Regions from separate parts of the Oryctolagus cuniculus genome. Here region 1 is linked to region 2. Evidence: chromatin contacts called from public Micro-C data. All regions are on one chromosome and are shown on one strand. The core of a region is the stretch at or near the end of the contact, and the rest is flanking DNA. Distances in the headings are between cores, read along the strand shown. Region 1 overlaps SYN2 (synapsin II). Region 2 holds the start of TSEN2 (tRNA splicing endonuclease subunit 2).

Region 1 (4,891 bases), core at 852-3,351, 300 kb before region 2:
GCCCAGGCCCACTGAGAGTATGCACAGCTCAAAGGAATAGGGACAGGAGCGAACGGGGCATCGACCATGTCACCAGAAGCAAGGAGGTGAGTGGCACTGCCTGATTTGCTTGCTTCTCACTCACCCTGGTTAGCCTTGCCTGCCTTAGGCTGCCCCGAATCTGCAGGGGCAACTGACCCTCTCTGTGCATGTACTGTTTTCAAGGTGGCAGTGACACCTGGTGGCCAGTGAGGGCCAGAGCGTCCAGGCTGTGTACCGAGAGCATGCTCCCTGTACTTTCAGTGCTGCCGTTGCTCCCGCACCGTCTGCTTCCTGGTGTCTGAGCCGGGCCTCGCATCCCCGGGACTCTGGAGAGGTGTGGGCTGCTCCTCAGACTCCCAGGTGCCGGGTAGACAAAGCTTTCCAGTCAGACCCGTGGAGGTGGCAGCCACGTCCCCTTCTGCACATGGTCAATCTTTTTTCCATTTCTTATCACACTGACTCCGTTTTTACTTACTTTCTTATTAAATCTTACAGAGCCATATTGCAGATGCAGGGCTGAGGGCCTGAGGTGAAGACTGGTGGCCCTCCATTGGGCCACAGAAATGGCTTTTCCTTCAGCTTGTGGGTTAGACCCACGGGGAATGCATCTAAGACTCAGCCTTTGGAAGCAGCGTGACATATTTGCTATTGAAGATGAGCCTCTTCTATCCTGAGCTGATCAGACCACACCTGTAATGTTGCTTCCAGTCTGAGGTTGCAGTGTAGGAATGACAGGCCAAATCTAGCTGGAATTCGCTCAGGGGAGAAAGCCCCGTGGTGGAGGCATTTGGCAAATCTTTCCTGTGAGTGAAAGTTGAAGGAACTGGAGTTGAATAGCTGTCCTCTCGGGGAACCCTGAGTAGCATCTCAAGCTTAATGCTGTCATGAGATAGAACTGGCTCCAAGAGTCAAGTCTCCCAGGAGATGGGGTTTGACCTAGGGTAAGGAGTAGGCACCGAGAGAGGAAATGGCTGCTCTGGGAAGCGCCTGTGATGGCCACATCACTGCTGATGATCAGGCAGAGGTGGGACGAGCTGCCTGTCAGGGCTGTGTCGGAGGTGAGCTGGTCTGGGGCTACTGGAGGTTAATTTGAAAATCCCCTTCCAGACCCGGGATGCTGTGTCCCACCCTGACTCTAGCCACAGGACCTGAAAAAGACCATGAGACACATTCAAAATCAAGGGACTGGGGCCAGATAAGCTCTCGTCTGTGGTGGGACATTCTGCAGGCCCTAGTTTACTGGCTCTGCTGTTGAAAGAGAGACTCAAAATGTTTGCAGCCAGGTGTGTCCACCCACAAAGGCTGGAGGAGTTGAGGTCTCTTGAGTGCAAGGCTGCCAGGACTGGGAAAGGGGCTCCCCGTTCTGAGAAACGGGGTCTGAGGGCTTTGCAGTTAGGGAGGCCACACAGTTGTCCCTCACATCCCAAACATGGAACTGAGCTTAGAAGAGGTAAATTTAGGACAAAGAGAAGCCTTCCTGCTTCCCACAGCAGAGTCTGCTTCAGAGAATTTGTTCCCCAGTGAGTATAAGCTGAGACTGCGAGGAGATGCGGGGCAGGTTCAGACGAAGTCACTTGTGACTGGATCCTGTAACAGACTATTAAGAGAAACTGACTCTTTGGGGACTAGCTTAACTTCAGGGACATCTTTAATCACTTGAGGCTGACATTCTGACCTTTGGTGACCTGGCCTTCCGTGCCCCCATAGGATTCACGGGCTGCCCATGGGATATTTCTTGTGTCCTTGGGTTGTGGGAGGGGCCCCGGTCGAGGAGATAAGCTCTGCCTGCAGAGCGGCCGTTCTCCTCGGAAAGGAAGGAAGAGCACCTTTTATAGCCTTCCAGGGAAGGAAGGTAGGCACTGGTGACTGCGGAAGTGAGCCCACGAGGGTCCCAGGGTGCCTGGACTCATGCTGTCCCCTTTGCTCTGACTGAACCTACAACCTCCTGACCACATTCCTTCCGGCTGCCTCACTCTCCCTAGGGTCTTAGACCGGGGGAGCAGGCCTGGGGGAGCTGATCAGAACTGTTCTGTGGCGTGTCCGGCAAAGAACTTGGCCTGCCCCTTTGCCTGGGCCGGACCCTGGGACCCTTTCCCAATTTCCTGTCTCAGATCTGCTGAGCAAGCGCTGGCCTTCCTCCGTGGTGGAGTAGCTGGGCTGAGGCCAGCAGCCTCTCCAGAGTTGAGTCACGGGTGCCTCTCCTTCCTGCCGGGACCTCAAGCAGGAGCTGCTCTCTCTCTGCGTATCTGCTGGAAGCCACAGTATGGCAGAAAGCCGCAGAGCTCATCCATGGACTTGGTTTTTCTCCAAGGCCAGGACTTCCTTTCAGGTCGCCTCAAGAGCTAGTGTTTACTGTTTCTGAGGGATCTTGCTGGAGCTGAGTGATAGGCAGAGGGCCTGATACGTACAGCCCAGCTCAGAATCCCCCACGCAGGACACGACTGTGTACCAGGTGACCGGAAGCCACCCAGCAATATCTTCGTCACTGATGCATGAAATTCCAGCATTAGAGCTTCATTTCTTTGGATTTATATTTATTATTATTTAAATAATAGTCATGCTCACGTCAGTACTTTGCCTAGCACTTTACAGTTTATAAAACACATTCACTGTTTTAAGCCTCACAGCCCTTATAAGACAGTTGGCCTGGTAATTCTTTGGTGCACAAGTCAGTAGTGAGACTGCAAATGAGTTCAGGGTCACACAGCTGCTAAGCAGGAGAGCTGGATCTTCTGGTCCCTAGTCCAGGGACTTCTCCATGACACCATACACTGTGCCTGTTTAGTGCTACCACTGGAGCACTGGGGAAAGAGAACTGGATGTTTGTGACCTTGTATAAGGAAAACCCTTGGTCTCCTCTCTTGGCAGCTGAGTGCTGGCCCCATGAAACTGGGGAGTCTCTGAGCTTTCACCAGCTCTGTCCTGCCTCCCGGACTTGTTTGGTGACTGCAGCCTTTGGCTGGATGCCAGCCTCGTTGGTGTCAGTGGGGGACAATAGCACCCTCCTCCTCAAGGTCTGTGCCTACAGGACACCTCTGCTTGGGCTTAGTAGCCCCAGAGTCTTGTTGGGTTCAACACTGCAGCTAAAAAGGACTTGCCTCTTAGCTCAGACATCTAAAGAACTGAAAAACGCTTGAAAGAATTAATGGAAGTCCAGAGCCAGTAGAGCTTGTAGAAGTCACAAGTGAACCACATGAGCCCCATGACAGTGTCCCTAATCAGTTTGTCCAGACCCATCCCAAACACCTCTCATGCCAGGAAGCCAGGCCTGGACACTATTCAGGTTAACACCGGACCAGTTTTAGTTTCCTGCTGAGCCCTAGCTGCTTCCACGGTTACCTAATTTAATCCGTACAATTTTCCCATTTGTGAAACGTAAGACTCAAGAGATTAACTTGCCCAGAGTCATATGAAGAAAGATGTCATTCCCAGGCTTCTCACCATCCTGTCTCCTACAGGGACCTGCTTTAGTTTGCCAGCACCCCTAATCCTAACCCTGACTCTAACCTCAGAGCTGGCTGCCGTGCTCTTCCTCACAAGGGCTGATGGGCCAGAAGAGCAGCCACCCCATGACTTCCTCCTGCTGGCAAGCTGGTGCTTCTCCAGCCGCATCAGGTGTTTGGCAGCAGCATTTCCGGCTCACACCGTCTGGGTTGCTGTCATCCTGTGAGCCCAAGATTGTTTTGGTTTTTGTTCTTATGCTGCTACAAGGCCGTGTATCCCCCTTCCTTTCCATGTGCAGCTGGGCACAAGGGCTGGACTTCACATTCTTACCTGTTTGAGTCAACCCAACTTCCGCTCTGAGCGTGAGTTCCTGCTGCAGGCTGGCTGCAGGCCAGACTTTGGCTGTGACGCCAGACTTCTGTGGAATTTGGCATCCCAGGAGGCCCTTTGTGACTGGAGACAGATCCCGTGGTAGCCAAACTCCGCAGGGAATAGGCCCTCAGCCCTAGCAGACATCAGGCTTGTGGGTGGAGCCAAAGAGTCTCAGCCTGGCAAGGGAAGGTCCTAGGGGATTCTCTTCCCTGCCTCCCATGGCCCCTGAGAGGTCCTCAGTGCACAGTCTCGGTGGAGCCATGGGCAGGAGCTCCCCAGGCACCACCAAGGGTGGCAAAGCGCATTCTCAGGCTCCAGCCCAAAGGACGCCTCTGCGAGCTCCTGCCCTGAGCTCTGGGAAGGGCGTTTGGGGATCGTCCATCCTTGAGTGTCTCACGCGTGTGGCTGGGGAGAGCCAGGGCCTGCACGGTGTGACCCTCACCAGTAACTCATCTGTTGACTGTCTAGAGTCTACATTAAAGCTTAAATCTATGGAATTTTGAAAGTTTTCTTTCCTAGACTCATAGATTCCTAGAGTTGGAAAGAACCTTAGTGTTCATCTAATCTGTCTCATATTTAATGAAAGGATATTCTGTACAGTATCTCTGCCAAGTAATTCTGTAGCCTCCGCGTGAACACATCCAGCTCCCCAGACGGCCCATTGCACTGTTTTTACAATGAAAGAGTCTTTCGACTCATGTATGTGAAAGTCTGCCTTTGTGGAGCTTTTACCCGCTGGCCCTGGTTCTGCTCTCTTTCTGTGTGGTGCTCTCAGAAAATATCTCTTCTCTCAGAGAAGAGCACAGTTGGCTGTCTTTGGCCCACATAAGAGGTGACTCCCTGGCAGCCACCAATGGTACCTGGGGTGAGGGCATGGTGGGGGAACCAGTGGCTCCATAAACCCTGTGATATCTGCTGCCCCTCACTGGGGTATCCGTTTCAGGAGAAAAGAGGTTGTGACATTGATGGTATGGCCTAGACCAGAGAATAAAGTGTAGGGAGTCAGGCCTGGGAGGATTAGATATGTTTAGGACATAATGGAGAGAAGCCTAGG
Region 2 (5,263 bases), core at 2,576-5,075:
GTGATCGGTGGGAGGGCGCGGGGCAGAAGCAGGCACCCCCGTCTCCCCTCTGGGGCTGACTCTCCGACTCAGTTTCCTGACCTGTAAAATGGGTGTGAGATTGCCTCGCTCCCAGAGCCGTTGCAGAGAATTGAGTCTGCCCTGAAAAAGCATCTGGAACAGTGCCAACGGCAGGGTCCTTACGGCTCTCCGTTCAGTCCCGGGACTGTCCTCGGCTCCTCCTGGGTGTCCCGCATGCTCACTCCCCAAATGGCAGCAACGGTTCTGCTACCGGCTGCTCCACTTCGGATCCAGCTCTCTGCTGTGGCCTGGGAAAGCAGTGGAAGATGGCCCAACTGCTTGGCCTCCTGCACCCACATGGGAGACCTGGAAGAGGCTCCTGGCTCCTGGCTTCGGATCAGCACAGCTCCAGCCGTTGCAGCCTTCTGGGGAGTGAACCAGTGGATGAACGACCTCTCTCTCTGTCTCTCTCTCCCCTCTCTCTAATTCTGCCTTATTAAATAAGTAAATTTTTAAAAGAGAATCTCTGTTTCCAGGTCTGTAAAATGGGACTGTGGCAACTCCCGCTGGGCGCCGCTTCCACGCGGGACACCCGGTGCGCACCTGCACCTCCTGCTCCTCCGAAGCTGTGAGGTCAGCTGCGGTTTTCCTGCCCCGCACGGCGACTCTGGACCAGGCCCGTGATTTGAGGTTTGCTTCTCAGCCTTTGCATTTTCTGCGGAGAATGCTGGCAGCAAACACGCGGAGGCCAGTGGGGTCCCACGCGGTGTTCAAGGCCAGGAGACTGGGTGTCCACCAGACTGGGTGATTTAAACCTGCTGAATCGGCTCCATCTGGTGGACACACTGAGGTACTGCAGGGGTCGGCCCGACTGGGAAAAACAATGGGGCGACAGCGGGGGCTGCCCAGCCCTGCTCAGAAATGCCGGCGGCTCCCCATTGTCTGCGGGGTAAAGTCCAGAAGCCAAGCCTGGAATTCAAGCGCCTCCACAATCAGGCCACGCCCTACCTATCGGACTTTATCGCGGCTTTGGCTTCTTGCCCGGCTCCTCCCTGGCTCCGGAACCCCAAACCCCATTCCAGCCTCACACACAGGCCAGCCCAGTGCCCTGACTGCCCTCTGCCCGCCTCCTCCCTGCCTCCCTGGTGCTAAGTCTCCTTCCAGGCTCAGCTCCCAGGCCACCTCTTCCAGGAAGCCTCCCAGGCCTTCAGCCCCTCCTGGCCTCCCCCCAACACCTGCTGTGGGTCATTTTTTTGTATTTCAGTGTTGAGCGCTGCTTGCTGTAGCCTGTGTGATGCACTAATACAGCCCGGTGGTCCTGAGACCCCGGGTCCTCACCTGGCCTCCAGCACATTGTAGCTCTGAGCCTGTGAGCAGGTGGGGTGGTAACACCAGTCTCACAGGCCTGTTACGTTAAGTTAAATAAGACCATGGGTGCACAGTGGCTGGCCCACAGCAAACCACCCCAGATTGTTCCTAGGGTGGCTGAAAAGACCAGACAGCCAGGTGAACCTGAGTCCCAGATGAACAGCGTTTCTTTTTTTTTTTTTTTTAAACACTTTTTTTTTTTTTTTAATTTTTGACAGGCAGAGTGGACAGTGAGAGAGAGAGACAGAGAGAGAAAGGTCTTCCTTTTGCCATTGGTTCACCCTCCAATGGCCGCCACTGCAGCCGGCGCACCACGCTGATCCGATGGCAGGAGCCAGGAGCCAAGTGCTTTTCCTGGTCTCCCATGGGGTGCAGGGCCCAAGCACCTGGGCCATCCTCCACTGCACTCCCTGGCCAGAGCAGAGAGCTGGCCTGGAAGAGGGACAACCGGGACAGAATCCGGCGCCCCGACCGGGACTAGAACCCGGTGTGCCGGCGCCGCAAGGTGGAGGATTAGCCTAGTGAGCCACGGCGCCGGCCCAGAACAGCGTTTCTTGGCAAGCAGAAGCAGATAGCAGACGTGACGTGGGACCTGTGTGTGGCGTTTCACAGTAAGAACACAGGGCATGGTTGTCCATTCTGTTCGACGTGTTTTGAGATCCTGCGTTTGCAAATCCACCCTCTCTCTCACGTTCCTTTGGGACGTCCACATCAGCCGCTGGCTTTTGTAGCCCCTCACAGGAGTGTGCACGCACAGAGCCGCAAAGCACCGGAACTGCCCAAAATGCACACTCCCAGCGGCAGTGGCAAAGGCGAGGTCGGCGCCCAGAGCGTGAATCCGTGCGCTCCTCGCACTCGGGGCCGTGCCACGGCGCTCACACGCGTGCGCTGCGGTGGGAGACGGAGCCGTGTGTAGCAGCCCCCCCGTGCAGGGCGCTCCTTAGGGAGAAAAGTGCCTGCCTGGAGGAAATGCACGGGGAGGGTACGGCGCGGTCGGCCACGAGGTCAGAGAGGATGGACCGTGCGCGAGGATTATGTAAGGCGTCTTTAAACAGAAACACAGAAAACCAGGTTGTGCATTGGTCAGCTGATGCAAACGTTGTGGCGGGAGGTTCACAGGAAGCCAGCTCTCTGCTCCCCAGCCTTCACTGAGTGGCTGTTTGCAGAACGGAACTATCTGGAACAGTGACAGTCGTGCGTGTGAAGCTATGCCATGCACGCGTGACGCAGCATTTCCTTATCGCTCGGCGCTGCGGACTTAAATGCCGCTTCTCTGGGGTTGTTTTAAAACCGTCCAGCAGGGGGCCAGCAGCATCTACTGAGTGAGTTAAAGACGCAAGATGTCCATCCAAGATGCGGGGGTGCGGAGACCACGCACTACACGGTCCTGTCCGCTTCGGGGAAAACCTGAAAAATGATGAGAAAAGGTTATTTACAAATGTACGGTGAGGGGCGAGCCTGGTGGCACAGCCGGGCCGGCAGCTGCTTGGTTACCCCTGCACCCACCTTGGAGGGGCTGGCGCTGGTCCCACCTCGGCTTGCGATCCGGCTTCCTGCTAACGCACCCCGGGAGGCAGCAGCGATGGCCCAGTGCCGAGCCTCACGTGGGAGGCCCAGATGGTGTTCCCAGCTCCTGGCTCAGCCTGGCCCGGCCCTGGCTATGGTGGGATTCGGGGAGCGAACCAGCGCGTGGAAGATTCTACTTCTCTTTGTCCCGGTGCCTTCCAAATACCTCTTTTAAGTTTAAAACACTGATTGTACGTCGAGGAGAAAATCTTGGGGAAGAATCTCTTGTTCAGTGGCTTTGCTCCCAACCCTCCGGGTGGACAGGGCTCCAGGTGACGTCACCTGAAATCCCATAACCAGTGAATCCCAAATCCCGAAACGACGGGTGCCAGGCCGGGAGGCGGAGACCCCGGCTGTGGTCTCGGCCTCTCGTCGGACCTGCAACTCACAGCCCCCCTGGGACCAAGGGAGGTGGCGGCGACACCTCAGAATTCCCGGGCTGTGGTTCAGCCGGGGCGCACAGGTGTCTGCGGGGGCCCGACAGGTGCGCCCGGGGCCGCGCTGCACACAGAGAAAGCAGGGGCCGCCTTCAGGGCCGGCCTCAGAGGGTCCTTTCCCCCAGGTCTGGTGGCCTCAAGGGTCCCGTGCCTCCGGGGGGCGAGGACTCTAGGTCTCAGCTCCATGACCTGTAACGGTGTCACTGGGTGACACTGGACAGGCGACTGCGCGCCTCGTCTGTGAAATGGGTTTGTGAGGGGGAGTGAAAGGAGCGTAGCATCTGTACAGAGGGGTTGTCCGTGTCATCTCGGGCCAGAATTCGCGCCGCCCGGGTTAGAGAGCACGCGAGGAGGCGAGCCAGGTGCACAAGGGCCCCGCCTACAGGCCTGCGCAGGCGCACTCCGCCAACAGCCGAGGGGCGCGCCCGTGAGCTCTGCGGCTGCGCAGTCGGCTAGCTTTGCGGCCGTGCCGCTTTACGGCAGCGGTGTTGGCGCCCCGACCGGCGTTGCCGAGGTTACGGCGAGCGCGTGGAGCCGAGACAGGTAAGGAGGCCGGGCTGGGAGCGAGCGGGATGGAGGCTCGGTCAGCGGGGCGAGGGGGAGGCGCCCGAGGCCGGACCGGCGAGGGCCGGGTAGGGGCCAGGCTTCCGCGTGCTGCCGGGCGCCGAGTCCTCCGCCCGTTGCTGCGGACGCCGACGCCTCGTCCGGCGCTGGCACTGCCCCGTGCGCCCGGCCGTCGGCCTGAGGGGAGCCGCGGCCGCTGGAGGGTCGGGGCGGGGGCCTCCCCGAGGAAGGAGGGGGCCGAGGAATGCGGCTGGCCAGCGCCCGGCCGCGGCCCGCGCGTGCGTGTGTCCGCCCGCGGTGCTCGGGCTGCGGCTGCTGCGCGCCGCGCAGGTGTGTCTGCTTCGCCCGTCCTCCTCGCCGTCCGCGGGTGGAGCGTCCAGCGTGCTTTTCCCTGGGGAGGCTGCGCGGCTAGGCGCCCCGTTGTTCCCCGGAGGGGAGAGTAAGGAGCAGGCCTGGCTTGTTGTTGTAAGGTTGATTTATTTGACAGGCAGAGCGGCCGAGCCCAGCTGGCGGCAGCGTTCGGGCCAGGTCTGAGCCAGGCCAAAGCCAGGAGCCGGGAATCCGTCCTGGTCTCGCGCACGGGGCGGGCAGGGGCCCAAGCACTGGAACCATCACCAGTGACTCCCACCCCGGGCACACTCGCAGGAAGCCGTGTCAGAAGCAGAGCAGCCAGGACTCGAACCCGGGGCTCCGACGGGAGGCGTGGCTCAAGCAGCTGTTGAACCGCTGGTACCGCGTTGCCAGCCTTCACCCTTGCCCACCGTGCACACACGAACACCACTCCCAGGCTGGTTTCTTCATCTGTTCACTTCTCCGCCAGAGAACCTGCAGTGGGGGCTGGCGTTATGGCTGAGAGGGCCAAGCCGCCGGTCGTGACCCTGGCACGCCATACGTACTGGAGTGCCAGTTCAAGTCCCAGCTGCTCCGCGTCAGGGTCAGGCAGAGGGTGGCCTGGACGCCGGGCGCCCTGCCACCCATGGGGGAGACCAGCGTGGAGTTCCTGGATCCTGGCTTCCGCCTTGGCCCAGACCTGGCTGTTGCAGCCATTTGGGAATGGATGGAAGATCTCTCTCATCTCCTGCCTTCTCTCTCTCTCTGCTTTTCAAATAAATAGATCTTTAAAAAGAAAAGACACTGCAGTGGTGTCAAGTCGAAGCCAGTGTTTGCACCGAGAGCCCTGACTGCTGAGCCAGTCCTGCCTGTGGGTTTAGTGGGCGCGGGTAGTGTTCCTGGTGGGGCTGGGCCCGCCCACCTCGCAGGCCCCTGCTGGCCGCACGGAGCTCTGTTTCCAGGCAGTGAGGCCGTGGGCAGGTGACTTGCCCTCTGTG

What was found. Hi-C and Micro-C count contacts between places; a contact is called where the count stands out from the background.
Region 1: a contact with region 2 is called in a Micro-C map of ear pinna, with 7 times the contacts expected there. The contact joins the enhancer-like site here to the promoter of TSEN2 in region 2. A contact is called at or near these places in 2 of 6 Hi-C or Micro-C datasets (ear pinna and an unstated tissue).

The regions. Positions count from the first base shown.
Region 1 is chr10:115,065,306-115,070,196 of mOryCun1.1, reverse strand. All of the region lies in intron 10 of SYN2 (synapsin II), which reads left to right. Among named protein-coding and RNA genes, the nearest start is that of TIMP4, 20 kb to the left of the region's middle. Within about 2 kb of position 2,101, at least 4 of the 8 cell types and tissues checked have an H3K27ac peak or open chromatin away from gene starts, as enhancers often do. A contact at or near this core is called in ear pinna, where this site is marked.
Region 2 is chr10:114,769,552-114,774,814 of mOryCun1.1, reverse strand. TSEN2 (tRNA splicing endonuclease subunit 2) reads left to right here and starts at 3,825. Exons shown (of 12, transcript XM_051851720.2): 1 at 3,825-3,914.